2 separate regions of the Sus scrofa genome follow, and region 2 is linked to region 1. Evidence: chromatin contacts called from public Hi-C data. All regions are on one chromosome and are shown on one strand. The core of a region is the stretch at or near the end of the contact, and the rest is flanking DNA. Distances in the headings are between cores, read along the strand shown. Region 1 has its middle 190 kb from the start of FNIP2. Region 2 overlaps LOC110262100 (rap guanine nucleotide exchange factor 6-like).

Region 1 (6,094 bases), core at 669-3,168:
TTGGCATTTTAAACATAAGACAATGAATAAAAAGGAATCTGTGCATTATTGAAGTGGGTGAAAGGAGAAAAATAAGAGGAGGTCTGAGAAAAGACCACTTACATACACTCGGTGTTGAAAGTTGATAATGCGGACTTGCAAAAGTGAGCTCAGACCTGTGGGAAAAACAATCCTGACTGAAATAGACAAGGAACTGCCAGCCCAGCAAGGGTCTCAGAAGTGCTGGAAGCAGAGGGGCTGCAGGATTGTACAGGCAGACTGGGGACACAGAAAAGGAACATCACTTCTCTTCCCGAAGTTGACCCCCAGACCTTGGAGGCAGAAGTGGTGCTGTGGTCATGGTGTCACCGAGCCCTCCTGGCCCCCTGGCCCCTTTTGTTTTATCCTGAGTTTTGGATCTCAAGTTTGCAGACAGCTCAGGTCTGGGAGGGTTTGACCAGGTGCTCTGACAGAGCAGTCAGTGTGGTAACAAGTCTATGCTTGGAAAATCACCTAAGCCTTCCAGGGAAGCTGAAAACATGAGAGGTGGTTGTCCACACTCATGTCTTGGGTGGATGTTTTCCTAGCCCCCCTGTGGTGCCTGCAAGGTCACTGTGGCTAATTTTTCTTGCTGACTCCATCATGGCTCCAGGCTTGCTCTCAGCTAGAACTTCTCTAGTGCCTAGAGCATGGCCCCAAAGTGAAAAACTGTTTTCCAATTTGATGTGTGCTGAGGGCTCACCTACAAAAACCCTGCCATAAGGAAAATTTTGTCACCTCCTCCAAACAGGATGAAATTAGAACCGTACTGGTCTGGCTGGAATTTCAGGGCCTGTGTAAGCCAGGGTTTTCCCCAAATGCTGCTGCTGTGAGTGACCATGACGACCTCTGGGTGTGTGTGTGGGGGGGTGTGCCACTCTCAGACACATTTGGGAGCAATATCCATTTGCCTTTGAGAAATTCCTGGCATATGAAAGTGAGTTAAATGTTCTGAGGGGGAGTTCCCGTCCTAGCTCAGCAAAAACGAATCCAACTAGTATCCATGAGGATGCAGGTTTGATCCCTGGCTTTGCTCAGTGGGTTAAGGATCCGGCATTGCCATGAGCTGTGGTGTAGGTCACAGACATGGCTCGAATTTCACGTTGCTATGGTTGTGGTGTAGGCTGGCAGCTACAGCTCTGTGTCAACCCCTAGCCTGGGAACTTCTGTATGCCACCCTAAAAACAAACAAAAAATTTCTGAGAAACATTGCAGCAAATTAACTTGTTTGCAGTTATGTAACCTGGAATTTCCCAAGCTTGGATCGTTTTCCCCCATTGGATCACCTGTACACATTCTGCAGATAGCAGCAGATTTGGGGAAATACTGATCCCCTATATAATGTTTCAGTTGTTGCAAAAGTTTTTGTCATCACCTCATGCTGCTGCAGATGGGAAAGCAGGCGTATAGCTGTAGTTATTCCTCCTCCGTTATTCTGTGGACTCAATACTTTTTTTTTTTTTTTTTTTTTTTTTTTTTTTTTTTTTTTTTTTGCTTTTTAGGGCTGCACTTGCAGCATATGGAAGTTACCAGTCTAGGTGTTGAATTGGAGCTACCGCCATTGGCCTACACCACAGCCACAGCAATGCTGGATCTGAACCTTTTCTGATACCTACACCACAGATCATGGCAACACCAGAAATTTAGCCCATTGATTGAGGCCAGGGATCGAACACACATCCTCATGGATACTAGTCAGATTCATTTCTGCTGCACCACAATGGGAACTCCCCTCAATACATTTTTTAAGAGAATGATTACTTGACAGCTGAACCCAAATTCTTAGTTTTAGACAGAATAGTGGAAAAGGCATAGGCATTGAAAAGCAAGTGCGAGGGGAGGGGCTCCCCAGAGAATCAAGCTTCTCTGGGACTTTTTAGCTGAGTCACTGGACTTTCCTGAACTCTGCCCCTATCTCCTCATCTGTGATGTAGAAATAGTGTGATGCAACATGCATGGCATAGGCAGTTCTGGGATGACCGTCCCTGGCCCCATAGCTGATACAGGGAACAGTCTATACAGCAGAGGCAGCTGGGTACCACTGTCCCTGATCCCCCATGAGCCACCTTCAGTGTGGAGCTCTGGAAACTTCCCCAGTGTTCATCTCACTGAAAGGCTCACCTGTCACCACCCAACCAGTGGAGCAGACGTGGGGTTTCCCTGATGGGCAGTTCCAAGGGTGTTTGGCTTTAAACTATCCACATTTCATCTCCTAACCCTCATCCTCCAAAGTCTAGACTCTGCTGGATCTGACTCCCTGCTTAAAAGTCAAACTTCCAGCTCTTGTCCAATCCACAGTCTCTTTATTTTTCCTTTTACAAGTGTAATCTGTGTGTGACTACTCTAGCCACACCCTCTAGGAGGTTCCTAGTTGTTTTTCATCCTATGGCAGTGATTCTTGGACTGTTCATCCTTTTCTCCAAAACTCCAGCCTTCATTGGCCAGCCACAATGTTGGCAGCTCCTGGGTTAATAAAACCCTCATATGTCTGACCACTTTGAGGTCCTCATTCATATCAGAAGATAAACTCCTTCCACCAAGATGAATCACAGCAGTGATGCTTGAACAGAGCTGCCTGGAGTGTGTCCTCATCCCAAGGGTGGGGGGGGCATGTCATGATGGGGGAAGGACTGTAATGCCATTAACAACTGTACCACCTTCAAGGGTGCTCGTCTGCCTCTTCTTACCCTGGAGAAATTGTGCCTTCAAGGTTAGTGGGTAGATAACACTTCCTCTCTCCCCTCTGTGCACCCAACATGACTTCTTCATCAGTGTCTGAAATTTTGAAGGTACAGTTGAGGATGAGGTTTTGAAGCTAAAAACTACTCAAATCCTGGCTTTGTCTTGTGCTGGCTTTGCAACTTAGGGAACATTATTCAGCCTCTGAGTTTAGGCTCTTCGCCTTAAAATGAGGAAATAAATATACATGCACCCCAATGTTCACAGTAGCACTGCTTACAATAGCCAAGACATGGATGCAACCTAAGTTTCCATCATCAGAGCAATGAATAAAGAAGATATAGTGCATATGTTCAAGGGAATATTACTCAGCCATGATAAAGATGGAAATAATGCTATTTGCAGCAGCATGGATGGACCTAGAAAATATCATATTAATGAATTTGGGCAGAGAAATATAAATATCATATTTCACTTATATGTGGACTCTGAAAATGATATAAATGAACTTATTTACAAAAGAGAAGTAGACTCAGATATAGAGAACAAACTTATGGTTATCACAGGGAAAAGGATCTGGGAAGGATAAATTAGGAGTTTGGGATTAACAGATACACACTACTATAAATGAAACAGATTATCAACAAGGACCTACTGTATAACACAGGAAACTCTATTCAATTATCTTGTAATAACCTATAACAGAAAAGAATCTGAAAAAAGAATATACGTATATTTACATATGTATAATTGAATTACTTTGCTGTACACCTGAAACTAATAGAGCATTGTAAATCAGCTATACCTCAATTTAAAAATGGTTAAAAAAGTGGGAGTTCCATGAGGTTGTGGGTTCAATCCCTGGCCTCAATCAGTGAGTTAAGGATTTGATGTTGCTGTGGCTGTGGCGAAGGCCAGTAGCAGTAGCTCTGACTAGACCCCTAGCCTGGGAATCTCCATATGCCAGCGAATGAGGCCCTAAAAAGCAAAAAAAAAAAAAAGGGGGGGGGGTAGTTCCTATTGCAGCTCATCAGAAATGAACCTGACTAATATCCATGGGGATTTGTGTTCAATTCCTGACCTTGCTCTGTGGGTTAGGGATCCGGGGTTGCCACAAGCTGCTGTGTGGGCTGCAGATGCAGCTTGGATCCAGTGTTGATGTGGCTGCAGATCCTATTCAATCCCTAGCCTGGGAACTTCCATATGCTGCAGGTGCAGCCCTAAAAAGAAAAAAAAAAAAAAGAGAGAAAGAACAATCTTTAGGGTATATGGTTCCTACATTTATTGAAGGGCCTCCAGGGAGTTCATGTTGTGGCTCAGAGGAAATGAATCTGACTAGTCTCCACGAGGACCCTAGCTTTTTCTAGCATTGGTCTATGGGTTAAGGATCTGGCATTGTGGTGAGCTGTGGTGTAGGTTGCAGACATGTCTCAGATCCTGAGTTTCTGTGGTTGTGGTGTAAGCCAGCATCTGCAGCTCCGATTCGACCCCTAGCCTGAGAACCTCCATATGCTGCCACAGATGCGGCCCTAAAAAGACAAAAAAAGAAAAAGAAGAAGAAAAATGGTCTCCAGAGCAAGGGGTCCTCACGGGCCATTAGCAGCAAGGAGCAGTGGTCTCATTTCCTAATTCCCCTTTTACATCTGCTAATCTCCTCGAAGACTTTAGGTCAATCTCTAATAATCTGAAATTAATTTTAGTATTTGAATAATCTGATGCATGAGGTGACATTTCCCTTTTATTCCCTCCCTTTTATTTGGTTTCCAAACGATTAATTATATTAGAGACACTTACTCCAAACTTAGTGTACATAAAAATAACCGAAACCAACATAGCTGCAGCTGCAGATATGATTTGACACCTAGCCTAGGAACTTCCATGTGCCACATGTGCAGCCCTAAAAAGCAAAAAATTTAAAAAAAAATAAAATGGTTTTAAAAAGAAAGAAGAATGATGCCTGTCTAGTAGCCTTGTTGGAAGGAGCGGAAATAATTTTACTGAAAAAAAGTGCTTATTTGAGGACCTGGCACATAATATACAACAACATTATTATTTTATCTCTTCTTCCTTCTTTTTTATTTCTTGTTGTAATTTGATGCTTTCTCTTACCTGTCACATTTTTTAAAATATATTTTAAGAACTTTCACTGATGAACGATTTATTTCTAATTGTGAATAAACATTAAAGCCTTTCCTGAGAGCTTGTCTAGATCAGAAGTTGGCCAACTTTTCCTGTAATGGCCAGAAAAGAGATGATTTGGCTTTGTGTACGGAGTGTACAGCCTCTGTCTCAACTACTCAACTCTGCCCTTTGGGGCAAAAGCAGCCAGGGACACTGTGTAAACAGTGGGCATGACTATGTTCTAATAAGTCTTTATTTATAGACATGAAAATGTTAATTTCATGTGCTTCTCACATTATAAAATTTCTTTTGCTTCCCTCCCCAACTATTTGAAAAATTTTAAACCATTCTTTGCCCGTGAGCCTTTCAAAAACAGGTGGCAGGACAAATCTGATCCAGGAGCCACAGTTTGCCAGGCTCCGAAGAGGGTGGACCCTAAGGAGACAGATGCCATGGAGGCTGGGAGAGCACAGACGGGCGAATCTGGGAGACTTCCCAACAAACTTCACCTGCTGCCAGCACTCAGATAGGACCGGGCTGTGGCTTGTGTTGGAGAGAGGGAAGAAAGTTCCATCCTGAAGCAAATGTCTCCTTCTGATCTCCTCTGCATTTGCAGTGTTTCAATTAGTTAATTAACTCAGTCATTCATTTATTCTGTCGCTGATGTATGTACTCATTTATTCAACAAATATTTATTCAACTAAATGCCAGGCACTGTTTGGAATGATGGGCATAGAGGAGCAAAGGGCCTCTCATCTAATTAAGAGACAGGCGATGCTGGCAAACAATCCAGCATCTTTCATCTGGTGTTATCACTAGTTCTGGTTTCTCTCCATCCAATCCGTGTTCCATGAAGCTGCCAAAAGTAATCTAAAACCAAATAAAAATATATATCTCCTCTCCTAGAAAACATGAAATGGTTTTCACCAGTGCTGATAATTCTTTTTAACCAGATTTCTTAGGATTGTTGACTAGTGTCCTCATAAACTGAGCCAAGCCTACGGACTGAGTCTTACCTTCCTTCACCTCTTCTCATTATTAAAATTCATCTTTCAAGGATTATTGTGAGTGCTGCCTTTTCTGGAAAATACCTTTACTCTCACCAAGACAAAATTAGACGCTTAGCATGCTGCCTTTACAGTAGTTTCCTTTAATTTCATTTTTAAAAATAGCGTACTATGGGATTTACTCAATTTGTCCTAGAAGATAAAGGCTATATCTTATTTATCTCTCTAAACTCTTTAAAAAGGATTTTTTTGTTGTTTTTTTTGTTTTG
Region 2 (5,993 bases), core at 3,224-5,723, 230 kb after region 1:
GGCTGAATGGGGCTGTCCCATGGGGCCCTTCAAGTCCAGATTGAGAAACTCTGGCCCAAACCAGCAGCTGGATGCCTACAAGGGGCAGAAGCTCCTTTCTGTAAATAGGTCGAGTTATTCCTGCTCTGGTTGTTGGTATAATTGTGCATTTGAGAACACAGGTGTATGTCAATAATAAAAGTACAGGAACAGGGGGTGAGAACGAGCCCTGAACTTGGGCAGGGGGCTTCCACCAAGAGGCTTTGGAGGGGAGCCCACGGAGGGCCAGGTGGGTGAGGCAGAGGGAGACACTCAGAAGTCATCCTGCTCTCTGGTTCAAACTTCAGTTGGATGGTGGGGCTGGGGCAGCAGACAGAGGAGAAACAACAGGTGTTTTCCGAGTTTGCTTCTGGGTTACTGGCCCTCTGGGGCCCCTGCTAGTGGTCTCTGTCTACTTCTTTATTGGAACTTTGCATGGTCTTCATGTTACTTCCATTCTGGTCTCTTAGCTGGAGGAGTGCAGTTCCTGGTCCTGGGTGGTGAGAATCCTGTCTCCATTCCCCCTAGTCACCTGTGGTTCCGTCATTTGAATGTGGTGAAACACTCTTGGGGTGTGATGCAGCCTCTTTTTGCAGATAGTCCTGATGTTTGTGGTTTTGCTTGTCCCTGACCACCCTGTGGCTGCCGTGTTCCCCCCGCCCACCCCAGTGGCTTCCTCACCACAGTTCTCTGGATGTCCGCCAGTCACCCACTGCTGCCCACATGGAGCAGCGGAAGGGAGCTCCTCCCCCTCGGCCTTCTGGGGAGCACCCACACAGCTGCATCTGCTCTGCTCACACAGGAGAAAACCTGCTGTATGCCCGGTGCCCTCCTTATGCACCAACTTCTGGTCCCGGTTGTTGCTTTTTCACAAGCGGACTGTTCCTTCAGTGTCCATTGCTTGACACCGCCCTCCCCAAATACACACACGGACATGGGTGGATTAGCTGCTATTTGTGGCTGGCGGGATATGAATGTCAAGCTTAGTGTTCATGCGGTGGTCACCCCTAGCCCACAACCTGTCCCGCTCTGTTAGGGCACTTCCCCCCCCCCCCCCCCCCCCCCCCCCCCGCCACAGTCCCTCCTGCCTTCTCTGCCCCTTTTGCAGCTATATTTGCTGGTTGGGTTCCACTTGTTTTCACATAGTATTAAAGCTGAATAAAGTAGCTTTTTCCCAAGTTACTTTTTTGCCCTCTGATGATCCTTTGTGCTGATTCAGTCCCTTTTCTTGTGGTTTATTCACTTATTTCCCTCCTCTTCCATCAACTTGGAATTGACCCGTTTAGAGGCCTCCTGCTCTGTGAACAGGGAACCTGGAACAGCACTGACAGCCCTTCCATATGGAGACACTGCCACCTGGTGGACAGTTGCGATATTGCTAAAGTGGTTCTTTAAGCCTGGATTCTTTTTTTCCAGCTCCTGGTAAATTGAAACTCTCATCTTTGACTTTCAGACACTTTAATACCATACCTAAGTTTGCGTCTGAATAGACACTACTAATTCGCTATTAAGGAAGTATCTGAGCGCCCATGGAGTGTTATATAGTGTGCAGATTGGGCGTACTGATGAGTTAGAGGAGCTTAAAAGCTAATGGGGAAGGAGTTCCTGTTGTGGCTCAGCAGTAACGAACCCAACTAGTATCCTTGAGGATCCCTTGCCTTGCTGAGTTGATTAAGGATCTGGCATTGCTGTGAACTGTGGTGTAGGTCATAGATGTGGCTTGGATCCTCTGTTGCTATGGCGGTGACACAGGCTGGCAGCTGCAGCTCTGATTTGACCCCTGGTCCAGGAACTTCCATTTGCCCTGGGTGCAGCCCTAAAAAGCCAAAAAAAGGCTAATGGGGAAGCCCCTAAAATAAACACTGCTGACACTGGCAGCTGCTTCATATGAATAAGTATGAAGCACCCTGGGAACCCAGGAGGATGACTCACTTACTTGGAAGATACTGAAACATTTCTCAGGGGAAGTGGTGGTTAAACTGGAATTTAAAGGATGAATAGCAAGTTTTCTGGGTGGAAGGTCCCCTTTACGAGCTGGCACAGCAAGTTTGTCCAGCAGGTTTTTCTGGGGCCTGAGGCGTAGGTGGGACCAGGTGTGTGGTGGCTCAGCAGGTACCGCCTGGAGCCCAGGATGTGTGGGGCTGGGAGCAGAATGGAAAGGGTTGGGTCACTTGTGAGGAACCAGAACCTCAGCAGGACTGCATGGCTGGTGTGAAAGTGTCCGCTCCTAAACCTGTGCTTTTGCGCGGCAGTGTGGAGCTGCCTTCAGCTGCTGTGCCGCCAAGGGCTGGACTCTCCTGCTAAGGAACCGAGAGCTGCCCTGGGAAGTGCCTGGTGATCTCGATTCCCTAAGCTGGTGCTGACTGAGACCCAGGCGTTCCTGCATGCAGCACCCAGGCCCGCCTGTAGGTGGAGGAAGATACCCAAGTGGCTTAGGAATGAGAGCTATAGAGAAACTAGCAGAAATTAGATGGGGTGAGTATTTTGAGGTTTGGGAAACAGTGAGTGAGAAGATCACATTAAAGATGGGGTGTAGGTGTGTGTGATGTGGAAGGCGCGCTGGGAGCAGCTGTGGGTAGTGCCGAGGGGCAGGGCGGAGAGAGGGGCCAGGTCACGGGCTCTTCCTGTCCTGCCAGCTGGACCTGCCCTTCTGGGTCAGCCTGGGGGGAATGGGCTGCAGGGACCTCTCAGTCCTCATTGCTTCTGGGTCCTTCTGTCTGATCACACTGAGCGGCAAAGTGCTTGCATTACAGTGGCCTGTTTATGTTTTGTTTGCTTGTTTTTTTTTTTTTTTTTTTGGCTTGATTCATTTCCTCCTCCCTGTTGGTGACATCACATTCAGAGGCCCTCAGAGTGTCTTGTTGCACACCTGGGCTTTTGTGGCTTTCACATGTTGCTTGAAGCATTGGGGTGGGGGGTGGGGAGGTTGGAGTCAAATCAGTACCCCTTCATAGAGCTCCATCTAATGTTTGTAGGTCCTTTCTCCGAGTCCGTGAGACCTGCCTTGCTGGATGCACCTCTTTAATCTTTGGGCTTCCCTTTTCTCCCTGTTCCTGGTGATGTAAGACTATGGTATTTGGAAATGGCAAGTTAGAGTTTATCCAAGATTGCCATGTCAGCAACCCTCGGTGGGATGCCTTAGCTCATAATTTTAAAACATAAGACAACTATTTTGAGAAAAATTAAAATGACATGAGTGAATAAAGCAGATGCAACTAGTCACATCAGTAAGGACAGGATTGTAGTTTTTTCTGCCATTTGTTCCTGTTGGGGTTTGATTTTAACTTGACAAGCCCTGTACATAAGAGCGACCCAGGTTGTTGTTTAGAAGGTGAAGTGATGGATCTGCTGCCAGAGGACCGGTCCCGGGGAGCCTGGGACCACACAGTTTTGACTGGCATTCTAGGTGAGTCACATGCTCATCAGAGCTTGAGAACCACTAGACGGAATCAACTCCCAGGGTGAGTCCTAGGTAATAGGATTAATAATAACTGTTATTATACTAGTCAGCTTCTGTTAGCCTGCCACATTGCCCGTATGTCTGCAAGTGAGATCTCAGATTCATTCTGCTTCCCTCTAAGTGTGGAAAAGTTCAGTGCTGTTGCTGCTAGGTTCTCCTCCTTCACCTTTTCTTAGAAAACACACAGCCATCGCTAGGCCTGCACGGAGCCACCAGGTGGCAGCTGCACTGAGGGGAGTGTTTGCAGAGCTGGAGGGGAGGCAAGGTGTGCCTCCTGTTGAAACACTGCCTGCCTGATGCCTCTCTGCGAATGAGAGACTGAGCGGGGAGCCTGGCCGTTTCTCATGAAGTCAGGAGAATTTTCTGGCTGATTAAGTAAAACAGATTTTTTGGTGGCATCTCACAATAGGGAATTTTCAGACCAGAAACCAACCTTGGGGTACAGGAATGAGGAGAGGTGGAGGGGAGGATTTCCTGGCTTGTGGCTCTTTCCAAAACATCTTTAAAATGAGACTCAGTGTTTTTGTATTCTTAGTTCTAATTAGTTTATTTTTGTAAAGCATGAATATTTTAATTTTTATTGAAGTATAGTTGATTTACAATGTGCATTAGTTCCAGGTGTACAGCAAATGATTCAGTTATACATGTATATCTATTCTTTTTCAGATTCTTTTCCTTATAGGTTATAAGATTATAGAGTTTCCTGGGCTATATCCTTGTTGGTTATCTGTTTTATCTATAGTAGTGTGTATCTTTTCATCCCAAACTTCTAATTTATTCCTCCCTTCTTTTTCCCTTTGGTGTCCATAAGTTTGTCTTCTATGTCTGTGAATCTATTTCTATTTTACAAATAAGTTCATTTTAGATTCCATGTATAAGTGGTATCAAATGATATTTGTCTTTCTCTGGGCATACATCTTTAAAAGAGACAACTCAGTAATAAAGCCATCATGACTCCTGTTTGGCATGGCATGTTGTCAACACTCACCAAATCCAGTAAATGTTTGATCATTCTCTGCAAATATCTGCTCAAGCCAAAACAGCTCTGGTGAGTTACCATTTGAACTTTTCAATAAAGGGGGAGAAACAGCTTGTCCAGCAGGCAGCTGGAATCACCCAGTAAGTGGGAGTGGTTGAGAGGGCCAGTTTCTCAGCCTGACTTCCTCAGCTCTTTGCCGAGGTCTTCCTGATGTGAAGGAAGTCTGGGAGTGTTCAGGGGCCAGTACATTTACTGTCACAGTATCTATCTACCTTGGACTCTGGGTGTCTTTCACTTCATGTGTATTTGAAGATCAGAGCCAGGAAAGCTGAGTTTACAAACCCTGTGTTAATTTTGTCCATAGTCATTTGCCTTCAAAATGAACAGATACGGAATCAGTGACAAGCCAGGGAATATTTGTTCTACTCTCTGCATCACAGTTAATCCGGACCGTGACAGCCTTTGTTGTACTTTGCACCAAGGTAACAACTACAGAATGATCGTTGTTTGTGTGGCCGAGCATCTTTGCACAGCTCTGACCATAGGCTTAGTTAGTAAGTGGTGATCAACCCTGATTTCCTGCTTTTCTAGAATTCATTTTCCTTGACCAACCTTTTGGTGATAAAGGGAACATCATAAGTGCAAGAGCAGATTCAAATAAGTTTACAAGGTATTTCATTTTTTCTTCTTGGTATTTCAGTGTTTTATTACTTGTTAATAAAAAACTTACACCATTCTTGCATCTGACAGAACACATTTTTACTTGACGTAAATCAGAATTAGTAATAATGCTGTCACCCTATGTTAAGAAAGACAGGTACAGTTCCCCTTGTGGCTCAGTGGGTTAGGAACCCAACTAGTAATCGTAAGGATGTAGATTTGATCCCTGGCCTCACTCATTGGGTTAAGGATTTGGTGTTTCTGCAAACTGCAGCATAGGCTGCAGATATGGCTTGGATCCAGCATTGCTGTGGCTGTGGTGTAGGCCAGCAGCTGCACCTCCAATTTGACCACTAGCCTGGAAACTTCCATATGCCCTGGGTGTGGCCCTAAAAAGAAAAAAAAAAAAGGAAAGACAAGTACATTTCCTCCCCTAAACTAGGTAAATGATTGTTGATTGCAAAGCTAATGACTAAAAATTGGAGAGAAAAGGGTATAAATTCTGTTTGGAAGTAATAGGCATTTTCATTTGAGAAATAAATTTACTTTCATGGTTCCACTTGTACTAAAACTTGTTTGACAATATTTTCCTTCCTGTTTTCTTGAGGCTTTGCTGTCAAGCATTCAGTAGTTGGGAAAGTGGTAAAGGATGCTTGAGGGGAAGCAGTGATTTGCTGCTGATTTGCTTTGAAAGCAAATAGCAATGAATAGAAACAGACTCACAGACTTGGACAACAAACTCGGGTATTAAAGGGGACAGGTGGGGGAGGTGTGGACTGGGGGTTTGGGATTGGCATATGCACACTGAGTTATTTGGAATGACTGGCCAATGGGGACCTGCTGTATAGCACAAGGAACTCTATCCAATATTCTGTG

What was found. Hi-C and Micro-C count contacts between places; a contact is called where the count stands out from the background.
Region 2: a contact with region 1 is called in a Hi-C map of liver, with 9 times the contacts expected there. The contact joins two enhancer-like sites. A contact is called at or near these places in 2 of 47 Hi-C or Micro-C datasets (liver and skeletal muscle) and 1 of 2 datasets of contacts at active chromatin or transcription factors (alveolar macrophages).

What each region holds. Positions count from the first base shown.
Region 1 is chr8:47,891,908-47,898,001 of Sscrofa11.1, forward strand. No RefSeq gene overlaps it. Among named protein-coding and RNA genes, the nearest start is that of FNIP2, 190 kb to the left of the region's middle. Within about 2 kb of position 1,919, at least 6 of the 83 cell types and tissues checked have an H3K27ac peak or open chromatin away from gene starts, as enhancers often do. A contact at or near this core is called in liver, where this site is marked.
Region 2 is chr8:48,120,283-48,126,275 of Sscrofa11.1, forward strand. All of the region lies in intron 3 of LOC110262100 (rap guanine nucleotide exchange factor 6-like), which reads left to right. Among named protein-coding and RNA genes, the nearest start is that of RAPGEF2, 60 kb to the right of the region's middle. Within about 2 kb of position 4,474, at least 4 of the 83 cell types and tissues checked have an H3K27ac peak or open chromatin away from gene starts, as enhancers often do. A contact at or near this core is called in liver, where this site is marked.